Linked DNA regions of Mus musculus: region 2 is linked to region 1. The links are chromatin contacts, called in public Hi-C maps. All regions are on one chromosome and are shown on one strand. The core of a region is the stretch at or near the end of the contact, and the rest is flanking DNA. Distances in the headings are between cores, read along the strand shown. Region 1 has its middle 290 kb from the start of Gm39905. Region 2 has its middle 52 kb from the start of Gm39905.

Evidence for each region. A called contact is a pair of places that touch in the nucleus more often than the background predicts.
Region 2: a contact with region 1 is called in a Hi-C map of adipose-derived mesenchymal stem cells, with 2.6 times the contacts expected there. The contact joins two enhancer-like sites. A contact is called at or near these places in 2 of 484 Hi-C or Micro-C datasets (adipose-derived mesenchymal stem cells and cerebral cortex).

What each region holds. Positions count from the first base shown.
Region 1 is chr2:108,591,956-108,597,943 of GRCm38.p6, reverse strand. No RefSeq gene overlaps it. Among named protein-coding and RNA genes, the nearest start is that of Gm39905, 290 kb to the left of the region's middle. Within about 2 kb of position 4,128, at least 18 of the 459 cell types and tissues checked have an H3K27ac peak or open chromatin away from gene starts, as enhancers often do. A contact at or near this core is called in adipose-derived mesenchymal stem cells, where this site is marked.
Region 2 is chr2:108,825,918-108,832,212 of GRCm38.p6, reverse strand. No RefSeq gene overlaps it. Among named protein-coding and RNA genes, the nearest start is that of Gm39905, 52 kb to the left of the region's middle. Within about 2 kb of position 4,447, at least 119 of the 459 cell types and tissues checked have an H3K27ac peak or open chromatin away from gene starts, as enhancers often do. A contact at or near this core is called in adipose-derived mesenchymal stem cells, where this site is marked.

The sequences.
Region 1 (5,988 bases), core at 2,879-5,378:
GTTTGTAACATCTGCCTTAGCAGCCATGACAGGAACAATCTTTGGCCAGGAGGATGGCTGGCTGGACTCACTATTATGATCCTCATTTCCATATTCATGAGTAGTTCTCACAGACACCTTGGTGAATAATTTTGGCATTTTGTGCTATTCTATTTAAAGGCTGGCAATTGAAAAAAAATTAAAAGTAGCTTACAAAAACAGGTGTTTTCATCTCTGCCCACAAATGCTTTGTGGCCTTTGTGAGATGCTGCAGGTAAGACCTTGGGTGCTTAACAAGGGTGACCATGTACATTAGCATTCATATTTGGGCACATTTGAGGTTGTAATTGGTGAATTTAGAAAGATGAACAAAATAGTTTACTTTACCTATGAATATATTATCTGGACAGTTTCGATGTTGAACTTTTCTATTTATGAGTTCAATTCTTTGTAAGCTATCTGGGAGTTGAATTTTTTAAAAATTTACTTCATCTTAAGTTTTCAAGGGGGAGACCCTGAATATGTATGTTCAAGCCTTTCTTGATAGTTATGTAATTATTTCTACTCAGCAACGATACTTTGTGTTCATTAAATATTACTTTAACTTCTTTATTAATACACATTTCAAATAACCTAACAGTATGGAAATAATCAGGTTGAGCATCTCTAACCATGATGCATATAATTTCATCATTTATAAACTGAGCATCAAATGTTGCTCTTCTTCTGTGAGTCAAAGGCCATTCAATTAGTTGGAGTAGTTTTGTCGGGCTTAACGCCACGGTCCACTGTTTGGCTTTGGGTTTTGAAGCACATGACAAGTACATATAAATATTGCTTTCCTCTTTTTTGGAGGGGTGATGGGATGAAATAGGCCAGTTCCTAATTAGGTGGCTTTTATGTTTATTCACATTTTTATGCTACAAAACAGAAAGGCCAGAACATATCCCTGGCCCCAAGATTAGTATTTCTGACTATGTTCGGCTGAATTGGATTTGTTTGGCTCGGGCAAGAGAAGATACAATCTGTAGTACTACTTTAGATATATGCTCTAAGAAATCTGACATCAAATGTGTTTGTCAGTTGGTTCTGAGGGAACTCCATTTAAGATACTTTTTTGAAAGGGAGGGGGGAGCAATAAGGAAAAATATTTTTACTTAGGGAAAAGTAAAAATAAATACAAAGACTTCTTATTGCTATGCTATTACTGCAAGTGTGTGTCATGGAATTCATCAAGTAAGAGGGTTTTAAGATGTGTATGTGTGGGGCACCCTTTGAAGTCTTATAAACGTTTACATGTTTTAAATGATTGTGTTTGGGTATTTCCAAGATAACTATAGCCATAAAATATACCAATGGCCTAAAACAAAGCTTTTAGTGCAGGAAATGGCCTTGAGATTTTTCAAGTTAAATCTTTTTCTCCACTTGTCAGGGGAGAAGTTGGATAGAGTCCGAAGTGTAGTTTACAGAAGAGTGAGAAGTAAATCCAAGGCGATTTCTTCTAAGCCCAGTGCATTTTCATGTTCAACTCATTCTTTGAAATAAAACATCATTCCAATAGCCAGGATGCAAAGCAAAGAACACTTTCTCTGCTAAATTTCCGTGGAATATCAAGAATCAGTTAATGAGGTTTAACATAGTATATGTGGATACCTTAAATTTGCTGTTCAAATACAAACACACACACACACACACACACACACACACACACACACACACACACACACACCACTTAACCTTCTACATAGACTCTGTTGAAAATAGTTACTTTTGAATGAGTTTCTGTTTATGCCTATTAATAGTAATACGGGGTATCTTTCACATGGTGCTTACCAGGGTCAGAGGCTCCCAGGCACAAGTATCTCTTTAGAATTATTGAACTTTTAGATTCTGTCTTAAGAAAATAACTCTATTTAAACAAAGGCTTTGTTCTCAAATTCTATTCTGAAGTATTTGGCAATTTTGGAATTTAGAGGGGGAAAAAAACCTGGCAGTTTCAACTTGATTATCTCACCACAGATTGTATTTAATCATCAGTGCTTTGTTTGAAAGGTGTTATTCAGATCAACTGCAGCCACATAATTTCAAAGAATTCTAAGTTCCTTTTGTCTGGGTGAACCATCCCTAAAATGGCAGGCCACCTAGGAACTATTCCTTTTTGGATCCCTAAAACAGACCTATATTATGCTAGCAAACAGCCTGTCCTGCATTCTCAATAAACAACTCACTTTCTTTAAGGAATTAAAAAAAAAAAAAAAAAAAAACTTGATTACCATACTACTTCTGTAAGTAGGGATTGTTCTTTAATTAAATCAGCAGATTTTTTTAAATTTATAAACATAATTGGAAATATTAAAAAGTAATATTAGCAACTAATTATTAGTGATTAAATAATGAAACTACTGATTAAGTAATTAATTGTTTTCCTTCCATTAAGCAGTTGAAAAGGAAGCATGATGATCTGCATAAATTTGAATATTTGTAATGATACTGAGAACCTCTAATCTTCCTGCCTCCTGGGTCTCCAGTTAGGATTCACTGTATTACATTGTCTAGAATCACCTTGTTTCCAGTTCTTGCTCTAGGATGCAGTTGGAAGAAGACATACTCCAGTGTGGTGCCCAAGATCCATGCCCCCTGGTGTTCATCCCCTTTTCCTTTTGATTTGGTAGTCTTTTCCTTTTGATTGTGGAGATCATGGCTTAGTTTTATCTTCTGTGGCTGTGATAAAACACTCTTAGAAGAACAACTTTAAAAAATAAAGTTTATTTATTTTATTTTGGTTTTAAATTCTAAGATATAGTCCATCATTTCAGGGAAGTCAAGGATGGAGCTGAAAGCAGCTGGATATCTCTCTAATCAGCAGCTGACTAGGAAGACGCACACACCCACAGTCAAAGAGTGGAGAAACTTACAGACTCTTGAAGAAGAAACGGAGGAAAGTTTGCAGATCACTAAGGGAATAAGAACTCCATAGGAAGACCAACAGATTCAACTAACCTGGACCCTTGAGGCTCTTAGAGACTGAACCACCAACCAAAAAGCAGAAATGGGCTGGACCTAGGCCTCCCCGCACACATGTAGCAGATATGCAGCTTAGCTTCATGTGGCTTCTGTACAAATTGAGTGAGGAACTGTCCTAAAAGTTGCCTCCTGAATGTGGGATGTTCTTCTAGTGGGGCCTCAGTGGGAGAGAAAGCACCTAATCTCACGGAGAATTTATGTTCCAGGGTGGGGAGATACCTAGAGGGGGCCCACCTGCTCAAAGGAGAAGGGGAAGGGAGAATTGGGGAAGGATGGAAGATTGTGTGAGGAGGTGACAGGGAGGGAGCAGTGAATGAGATATAAAGTGAAAAGGTGAGAGAGAAAGAGGGGAGGAGGGGGGGAGGGGAGGGGAGGAGAGGAAAGGAGAGGAGAGGAGAGGAGAGGAGAGGAGAGGAGAGGAGAGGAGAGGAGAGGAGAGGAGAGGAGAGGAGAGGAGAGGAGAGGAGTATACTAGCTTTCCAGTGCTAGGTTTATTGTCTTCTTTTGCATGTTATCTAGGACCCAAATCCACAAATTAATTACTACCCACTTTTGGCCTAGATCTCCCCATTTCAGTTAACATAATCAAAATGATGTTCATATGCCATGCTAATCTAGACACACCTTCACTGAGACTGTCTTCCCAGGCAGGTGTTTCTGTTTAATAGATAAAATTGACAATAAAAATTAACTATTGGGGAAGATGACATCTTTCTAACTAAGATCATGTAGCAAAGTTATAAATATATATGTATATATTATATATTTGCGGTCACATTCTGTAAGATTATTCTTTTATATTTATGAACAATCAGTTGCCAAATGTAACACTGCAGTGTAGAGGGGTTCCCATGATCAAAGATAAAGGGCATTTTCCTGCTGACAGTCAACAAAAAAATCTGAGGCCTCTCATCAACAGCCTACAAAGGACTAAGTTCTACGACTACTAATAGAACTCCTAGATGGATTACAGCTCTGGCTGATAATTTATTGGCTAGTGAAATCCAGAATACCCAAATAACTTTTCCTGGATATTCAAATATGCCAACAACCATGTTCTGTCTTACATGAAATAGGGTGGATACAACACAATTCTGGTTATGAGTTTCTTAAGCCTTGAGGTCCAGAAGAGTAAAGCATGAACAATAGACTGTGGTAGACCACAATGTGATAAAACACAGAAGTATCTTTGTGTGGTTAAGTGTGGAAATCTGAGTGACTCATTTTGGTGGTTTTTCTATGGATAGTGTGGGCTAAATGACAGGGAAAGTTTCACAAATAAGCAGCAATCGAGCTAGAACTTGGAGAAAGGCAATAGAAAAAAACTTCCTAGAAGCGTACTGACACATTTAAATCAATATCACCAATCGCTTTTTTCCACTCCTTGTCCCACCATCAATTTGAAGTCATCCATTGAAGTTTAAAAATGTTTGACCTAAGCTGAAATGCCCAACAGTGGGGAGATGGATTTTGAAAAGAATACCTTCAGTAGGTAGACATGGCCCCCCAGTGGAGGGATGGGGTCACCAACCCACCTCCAAAAATTTTGGCCCAGAATGGTTCCTGTTTAAAAGAAATGCAGGGACAAAAATGGAGCAGAGCCTGAAGGAAAAGCCATCCAGTGACAGGCTCAAATTGGTATTCATGCCATGGACAGGGACCAAACCCTGACACTATTACTGATACAATGTTGTGTTTGCAGACAGGAGTTCAGCATTGCTGTCCTCTGAGAGGTTCTACCAGCAGCAGTCTGAGACAGATGCAGATACTCACAGCCAACCATTGGACTGAGGTCAGGGACCCCTGTAGAAGAGTTAGGGGAATAACTGAAGGAACTGAAGGGGATGGCAACTCCATAGAAAGACCAGCAGTATTAACTAACCCAGAACCCTCAGGGCTCTCAGAGACTGAGCCACAACCAAAGAGCATACATGAGTTGGTCTGTGACTCTAGGCACATATATAGCAGATGACTGCATGATCTAGCTTCAGTGGGAGAGGATGCCTCTAATCCTGTAGAGAATTGATGCCTCAGGGAAGGTGGATGCTGGGAGGGGTGAGGTAGGGGGTTGAGGGTGGGGGAGCATCATCTCCACAGGAGATATGGGGTGAAAAACTCTGGGAATAGAGACTGGAAAAGTGGGTAACATTTGGAATGTAAATAAAGTAATTGAAAAATAAAATTATAAAAACCTTTAAAAAGTTTAGAAGATGTTACAACATGGCTACCAGACTAGATGCATGATTGGGAATCAATATCTGAGAAGGAAAGTTCAATATATATTTATAACGATTTATTTGCCATACAAGAAAGATGAACATTTCTCTAGGATTTCATACAAATATGACAGAACTGCTTGTCAAGTATAAGTATATTAATTGGATTCAAAAGACTATGAAAACCCCTAAACAAAACCAGGTCCAATATGCCCTATCATTTGGGAATACATTATAGAGCATCTAATTACACATGTATATATTCAGTTCATAAAATGTTAAAATTATATTGGTATTTTGTTGGTTGTAATAAGATGAGCTTTAATCTTGCATTTGGTATCTGAATAATCTAGCAAAAACTGGAATCTGTAAAGTAATGATAAAAAGTTATCACAAAATACTAGAATAAAGCCATGCAGGTTGCCATGACAATAATCAAAATGATGACCTTAAACTAATCAGGGAAGAAAAATAATTGAAAGGCGATTAGGTCACATGATATGACCTACTCATGTTTGAGTGTGTGAAAACAAGTTTTTTTGAAGGACAATGCAGACAACATTCATATATGTCTACTCACTTATTAACCCAACATGTGAAGTACTACAAAATGTGGAGTACTGTGGAGAAAAAAGGCACAGATAGAAGTAATGTAAAACTACTCTTATAATTTTATCTTGCATTTAGTTTTGAATAAAGCATTTTTATTGGCTACTTATTCTGCTATTCCACAAAGCATTAGACAGAAAAACAGAACTTCTTAAATGTC
Region 2 (6,295 bases), core at 3,198-5,697, 230 kb before region 1:
AATTTGTCCTACTTAAAAGACATACAGTGACAAAGATGGGGTACAGTCTGAAGGAGTAGCCAACCAATAATAGGCCCAACTCAAACCCATCTCATGTGCAAGCTCCAATCTCTGACATTTTGAATGTTACACTGTTATGGTTGTAGACAGGAGCTTAGCATAACTGTCTTCTGAGAGGCACACCTAGCAGCTGACTGAAACAGAAATAGATACCCACAGGCAAACATTGGAGGTTAGGGACTCATACGGAAGAGTTTGGGATAGGATTGAAGGCCTCAAAGTAGATCGAAACTCCACAGCAAAACCAAAAGAGTCAACTAACCTGGAGCTCGGAGAGCTCTCAGAGATGGAGCCACCAATCAAAGGAGCATACACAGACTGCACCAACCCCAACCCCCATGCACAGATGCAGCCGATGCTCAGTCTTCATGTGGGTCCCCCAACAACTGTAGTGGGGTCTGTCCCTAAAGCTGTGGTCTGACTATAGAATTGGTTCTCTAAGAAGGCTGCTTTGTCTGGCCTCAATGGGAGAGGATGGGACTAATCGTGCAGAAACTTGACGTGCTAGGGTGGAGGGATTCCCAGGGGGCTCTCAACCTATCAGAGGAAAAGGGGAGTTGGTAGGAGAGGGGCTCTGTGAGGGGGTGACAAGCAGGCAGCATTTGGGAATATAAGTAAATAATTAAATAAATTTAAAAAAATCAAATTCTTTTGACATCCTTAATTTAAATATTTGTTTAGGTAGATCCTGCCTAGCTATAGATGTATTCCCTTAGTCTAATACTTTTTTCTTCTCTATTTAAAAGAATAGACACAAAATATGGAGGAAATATGGTAAATGATAAAAATAGAAGAAAAGTCATTTTTTTTTAAAGCACTGAAGCAGTAAGAAGAAAATTCTTCTCCTGGGGTAATGTACTTAAAGTCCGTTTTAAAAATGCTCTAGGCAACCACTGTAATAAATCTGAGTTCTCTTCAAGAAAAACATTTGCAAAGGTTTGGGTTGTGGGCCAAAGTCTTTCCTGAATGTTTTCTGAGCAGGCTTACTGTATCCATTTACAACACATACATTTATATCCTCCTACACTCTCTTCAAAATACGTTAGAAATCCTTACTGTACATTTATGACTTCTGAACTACATACAAATTCTAGACTCACAAAGAGCATGAGAATTAAAAAAGAATTGATTCATAGGCTTTTTGTGAGGAGTAACTAAGAGGAGGCAGAGCAGAATGTAGAGTGAAACCTGCATTTGTCAGTGCTCAGTGGGGGTTTGCCTATCACATCTTTGAAGAGAAGAAGCACTCCAGCGCTTTAATAGCATGCTGGATGTTACATGTCAAGACAACTTTGTTGACATTCCATTTCTTCCACCATCCTGGTGAATTTTCAAGACACTTCTTAACACAGCTCACTCTCTCCCATTAATTTGTGCCAAATTGTTTTTGCACCTCCCCTTCTAATACTTAAGCATCATTCTCAAGTTGACTCTACAACAGAATTGGCAGGATCCTCTTGTGCTAGACCAAGGAAATGGAACTTGACTATTGTTTACCTCCTGGGGCTGTCACAGACAACTCTAGAATAATTGAGATGCATAACTTCTATGAATACATGTTTGCATTTTTAAAATATTTTTTATTACATATTACGTGTTTTCCTCAATTACATTTCCAATGCTATGCCAAAAGTCCCCCATAACCTCCTCCCCACTCCCCTACCCACCCATTCCCACTTTTTGGCCCTAGCGTTCCCCTGTACTGGGGCATATAAAGTTTGCTTGTGCAATGGGCCTCTCTTTCCAATGATGGCCTACTAGGCCATCTTTTGATACATATGCAGCTAGAGTCAAGAGCTCCAGGGTACTGGTTAGTTCATAATGTTGTTGCACCTACCGGGTTGCAGATCTCTTTAGCTCCTTGGATACTTTCTCTAGCTCCTCCATTGGGGGCCCTGTGATCCATCCAATAGCTGACTGTGAGCATCCACTTATGTGTTTGCTAGGACCTGGCCTAGTCTCACAAGAGACTGCTATATCAGGGTCCTTTCAGCAAACACTTGCTAGTATATGCAATGGTGTCATCGTTTGGAGGTTAATTATGGGATGGATCCCTGGATATGGCAGTCTCTAGATGGTCCATCTTTTTGTCTCAGCTCCAAACTTTGTCTCTGTAACTCCTTCCATGGGTGATTGTTTCCAATTCTAAGAAGGGGCAAAGTGTCCACACTTTGGTCTTCGTTCTTCTTCAGTTTTATGTGTTTTACAAATTGTCTCTTATATCTTGGGTATACTAAGTTTCTGGGCTAATATCCACTTATCAGTGAGTACATATCATTTGAGTTCTTTTGTGATTGTGTTGCCTCAGTCAGGATGATGCCCTCCAGGTCCAACCATTTGCCTAGGAATTTCATAAATTCATTCTTTTTAATAGCTGAGTAGTACTCCATTGTGTAAATGTACCACATTGTGCTGTAAGATCGAGAATTGACAAATGGGACCTCATGAAACTGCAAAGCTTCTGCAAGGCAAAAGACACCATCAATAAGACAAAAAGACCACCAACAGATTGGGAAAGGATCTTTACCTATCCTAAATCAGATAGGGGACTAATATCCAATATATATAAAGAACTCAAGAAGGTAGACTCCAGAAAATCAAATAACCCCATTAAAAAATGGGGCTCAGAGCTAAACAAAAAATTCTCACCTGAGGAATACCTAATGGCTGAGAAGCGTCTGAAAAAATGCTCAGCATTCTTAATCATCAGAGAAATGCAAATCAAAACAACCCTGAGATTCCACCTCACACCAGTCAGAATGGCTAAGATCAAAAATTCAGGTGACAACAGATGCTGGCGAGGATGTGGAGAAAGAGGAACACTCCTTCATTGTTGGTGGGATTGTAAGCTTGTACAACCACTCTGGAAATCAGTCTGGCAGTTCCTCAGAAAATTGGACATAGTACTACCAGAGGATCCCGCAATACCTCTCCTGGGCATATACACAGAAGATGTCCCAACCGGTAAGAAGGACACATGCTCCACTATGTTCATAGCAGCCTTATTTATAATAGCAAGAAGCTGGAAAGAACCCAGATGCCCCTCAACAGAGGAATGTTTGCATTTTTTAAATGAATGTAAGAATCAATCCATGAGTGATATATAATCAATAAAAACATTTTTGGGCCTTCAACATATTAGACCCCTCAGCATCTTAAATGAACTGATTAGTTTTCTGTGATCTCAAGCAGAGCGGATCATACCATACATCTTTGTAAAACTTCTCTATAAATGAAAAAAAAAAGTATTTGTTCAAAAGAATAGCCTTTGTTTCTTTTGGGCCTCATCTAAGGAAAAACTGTCTTCGTTGTATGTGACTTTTATCTTAGCAGGGAAGGAAGAAGCTGTTGCACACTGTGTCCCACGTTCCCTCTTTAACTGAACAATGTAGTCAGTGTGAAGAACTGTGCCCTTAAACTGGGAAATGAAGCTCCAGAAATATGAAAAACTTAGTATCTCCTTCTACCATTCTAGTGGCTACTTTTTATTTCAATGTGATATTCTCTCCAGAAACAAGTACTGAGCCACATGTGTTTTAACGTTAACACTGAAAACAAACCTGAGCTATTATAGACCTCTGGCCTCTTATACAATGAATGCCATTTTTTGCTGCCAACCAGGAAAATTATTCCTGTGATCAACCTTGAGGGAGTTTAGCCCGTGCTAATTATTGAACTTAGGGGAGGGCAAGGAGTTAAATATCCATCCAGGAGATCATGGGTTACTAGAAATAAAGAATTCTGTGGCTATTACTTATTCCCCAAAGCCATCCAGCTCATTCTGAGGGCTTTTTTTTTTTCTTGTTCAGTTTGCACTCCAAATTATTTCCAAAGAGCTAAATATAGCTCTTTAGACTTACCAAGATGTGACTTCTTGAAAGTTGATTTGGAAATGTCTGTCACAGGAGCTGTCAGAGTGACCAGAGCAGACGTGTGACTTTATTTCATACAGAAGTGCCTGGTGGGAAAACCAAGTGATGTTTTATTTCAAAGGATTTCATCAGGGCAGTGTAAGCTGTGATGTCTCAGAATATTACATTGCTTTTTTTCCTCTTATCTCTCAGGTGCTCTCATTATTGCAAGAACAAACTAATGAAATCACAATCAATTCAACTAAGCAGTTACACAAAGAACAAAACAAAGGAAAGTGTGTGTTTAGGAGTTCTGGAACAAGAGTAAAGTTCTTATTTTCAAAAGTCCAGTGAGAGGAACAGATGAGAGGAAGACAGAAAGCTTTGCCCTCCCTCTCTCTTTCTTGTGTCTGTGATAAAAAGCTCTGGGGCCTCCTGTCTTTGTGACCTTAGTTCTTTGGAGAGGGCTAGGGGCGTGCAGGCCTGGCTCAAGCTTGCCTTTAGTCAGTGATCTGTGAATAGCTCTTGGTCCCTGAATGACGTGAGTGCAGGCTCCAAAGGGAACCAGTGACTCAGAGCACAGGAGGCACTGAGATTGCCTGAACAGCCATTAGCACGTCATTGGTAATCCCAGCGACACCTTTCACATCCGCGGTATTTGTCTCCATGCTCTCCGTGGAAGGCTGTGAGAATGTTTTATTTAAAGGCTCTGGGCTGCCTTCTGCCTGACGGATTGCTTGTCTGCAGGGCTTACTAACACTTGCACATCTTTCAAGAGGAGAGAGAAGGGGGGTGGGGGATGCGGAATTCCTAGCATAGTTATAGGCCATTTCTGTGAACGCAGGGGATGCTTCTGGCACATTGGAGCTTCATGGTGAATTAAAACTGTATTCCTGGCCCTTTCATCGCATGACAAACAGAAGAAAGGACTCAGTCATTATTGTACAGAGTAAAATCTGCTTAATTCCATAAACATCTGTTAAACATCTAGCAAGGCGTTACAGTAAAAGAGTGGTTAAGAGCACATTTTGTGGTGTCTGATGAGGCTTGATGTAAACACCAGTTCAGCTGAACTCTGCTTGCATGACTTTTTGAGCATTATTTACAGTTCCTGAGCTGCTGTTACTCTATCAACCAAAAGGAAATCATAATCTTCTCAAAGGCTTGAGGCAGAGATTAAAGGATCCAGGCAATACATTACCACCTGACAAATAATAAGTACCAAGTACCAAGTTCATTTCTACCAGGTTAGATGTTGGGCTACCAGACCACATGAGATACCTCTTTCCCTTGGAGAAGCTCACCCTGCAGGGTGCGGCACAGGTGAGGAAATTATCAACGGTGATATTTGCTCTCGGTGTTAGCACGGTGGGTCGAGAACGTTAACATGTGCCACTTGGGCATCTACTAAATGTAGATTTTGATTCAATTAATCTACGGCAGGGCACAAGACTGCATTTCTGACAAATATTTAAGTTTTGATGCAGGTCCAAGGATTATGCTCTGAGACAAGAAGCTAAAACCTGGGGTAATATCTACAGTATAGGCTGAGTGAATAACAGACAGCGGAACACAATTGTTCAATACCAATTTTTCTCTCTCTGTGTTATGTGTGTGTGGGGGTGGGGGGTGTTGTGTACTCTATGCCTTTGCATGCAGTTCTTACTGCCAGCTGACTAGAGCTTCACTGGAATTCAACAGCAAATGCAAATGTAGAAAGATAAACTGTCAATGTAGTGTATTTGATCAGTGCAACCTTTAGAAAAGGTAAGCTTGGGCTACCCTTTCCATACTGTGATGGACATAAGTGGTCACCTAGAAAGGGCAAGGAAAGGCACAGAAACGTGTGCTGCTTTTGCAGCATGTATAAAATTGTTGGTTAATATATTTCTAAGGCTAGAGAATGTGCAACAGGAGTTAAATATAGTTATTGAACATTTGCCACATTTATGAACTTCAGAAATGTTAAGAGAACATTTTTATTTTTTCCTTCTCACACGGGAGGCTTTGGAAATGTGTACAATTAGCATGAATTATCAACCCCAGTGGGTGGGGAGTTCCATGTGTGCCTCCTACGATTTCTTACGAGTGTAACTCCTGCAAGCATCAAGCAAACACAGCTCTGGCTGCTTTCCTTTTGACAACCAAAGTTTCACTCCAAGCGATGCTGGAGGTCTTAGTCATAGCTGTTTCAGAATCAGAGTGTTTCATTTCTCACCCAAACCAATCTTCAAATTTATGTTTGGGGAGCTGACACTTTTAGGGTGGGTCTTCTGGGTCATCTGAATTTCTTCTATTTATGCATACTATTCCCGGACTCAGATCACATGGATTTTCCTTTCCCCAGTTTTAACCAACTGAATTTTAAAAGAGTTTATGATTCA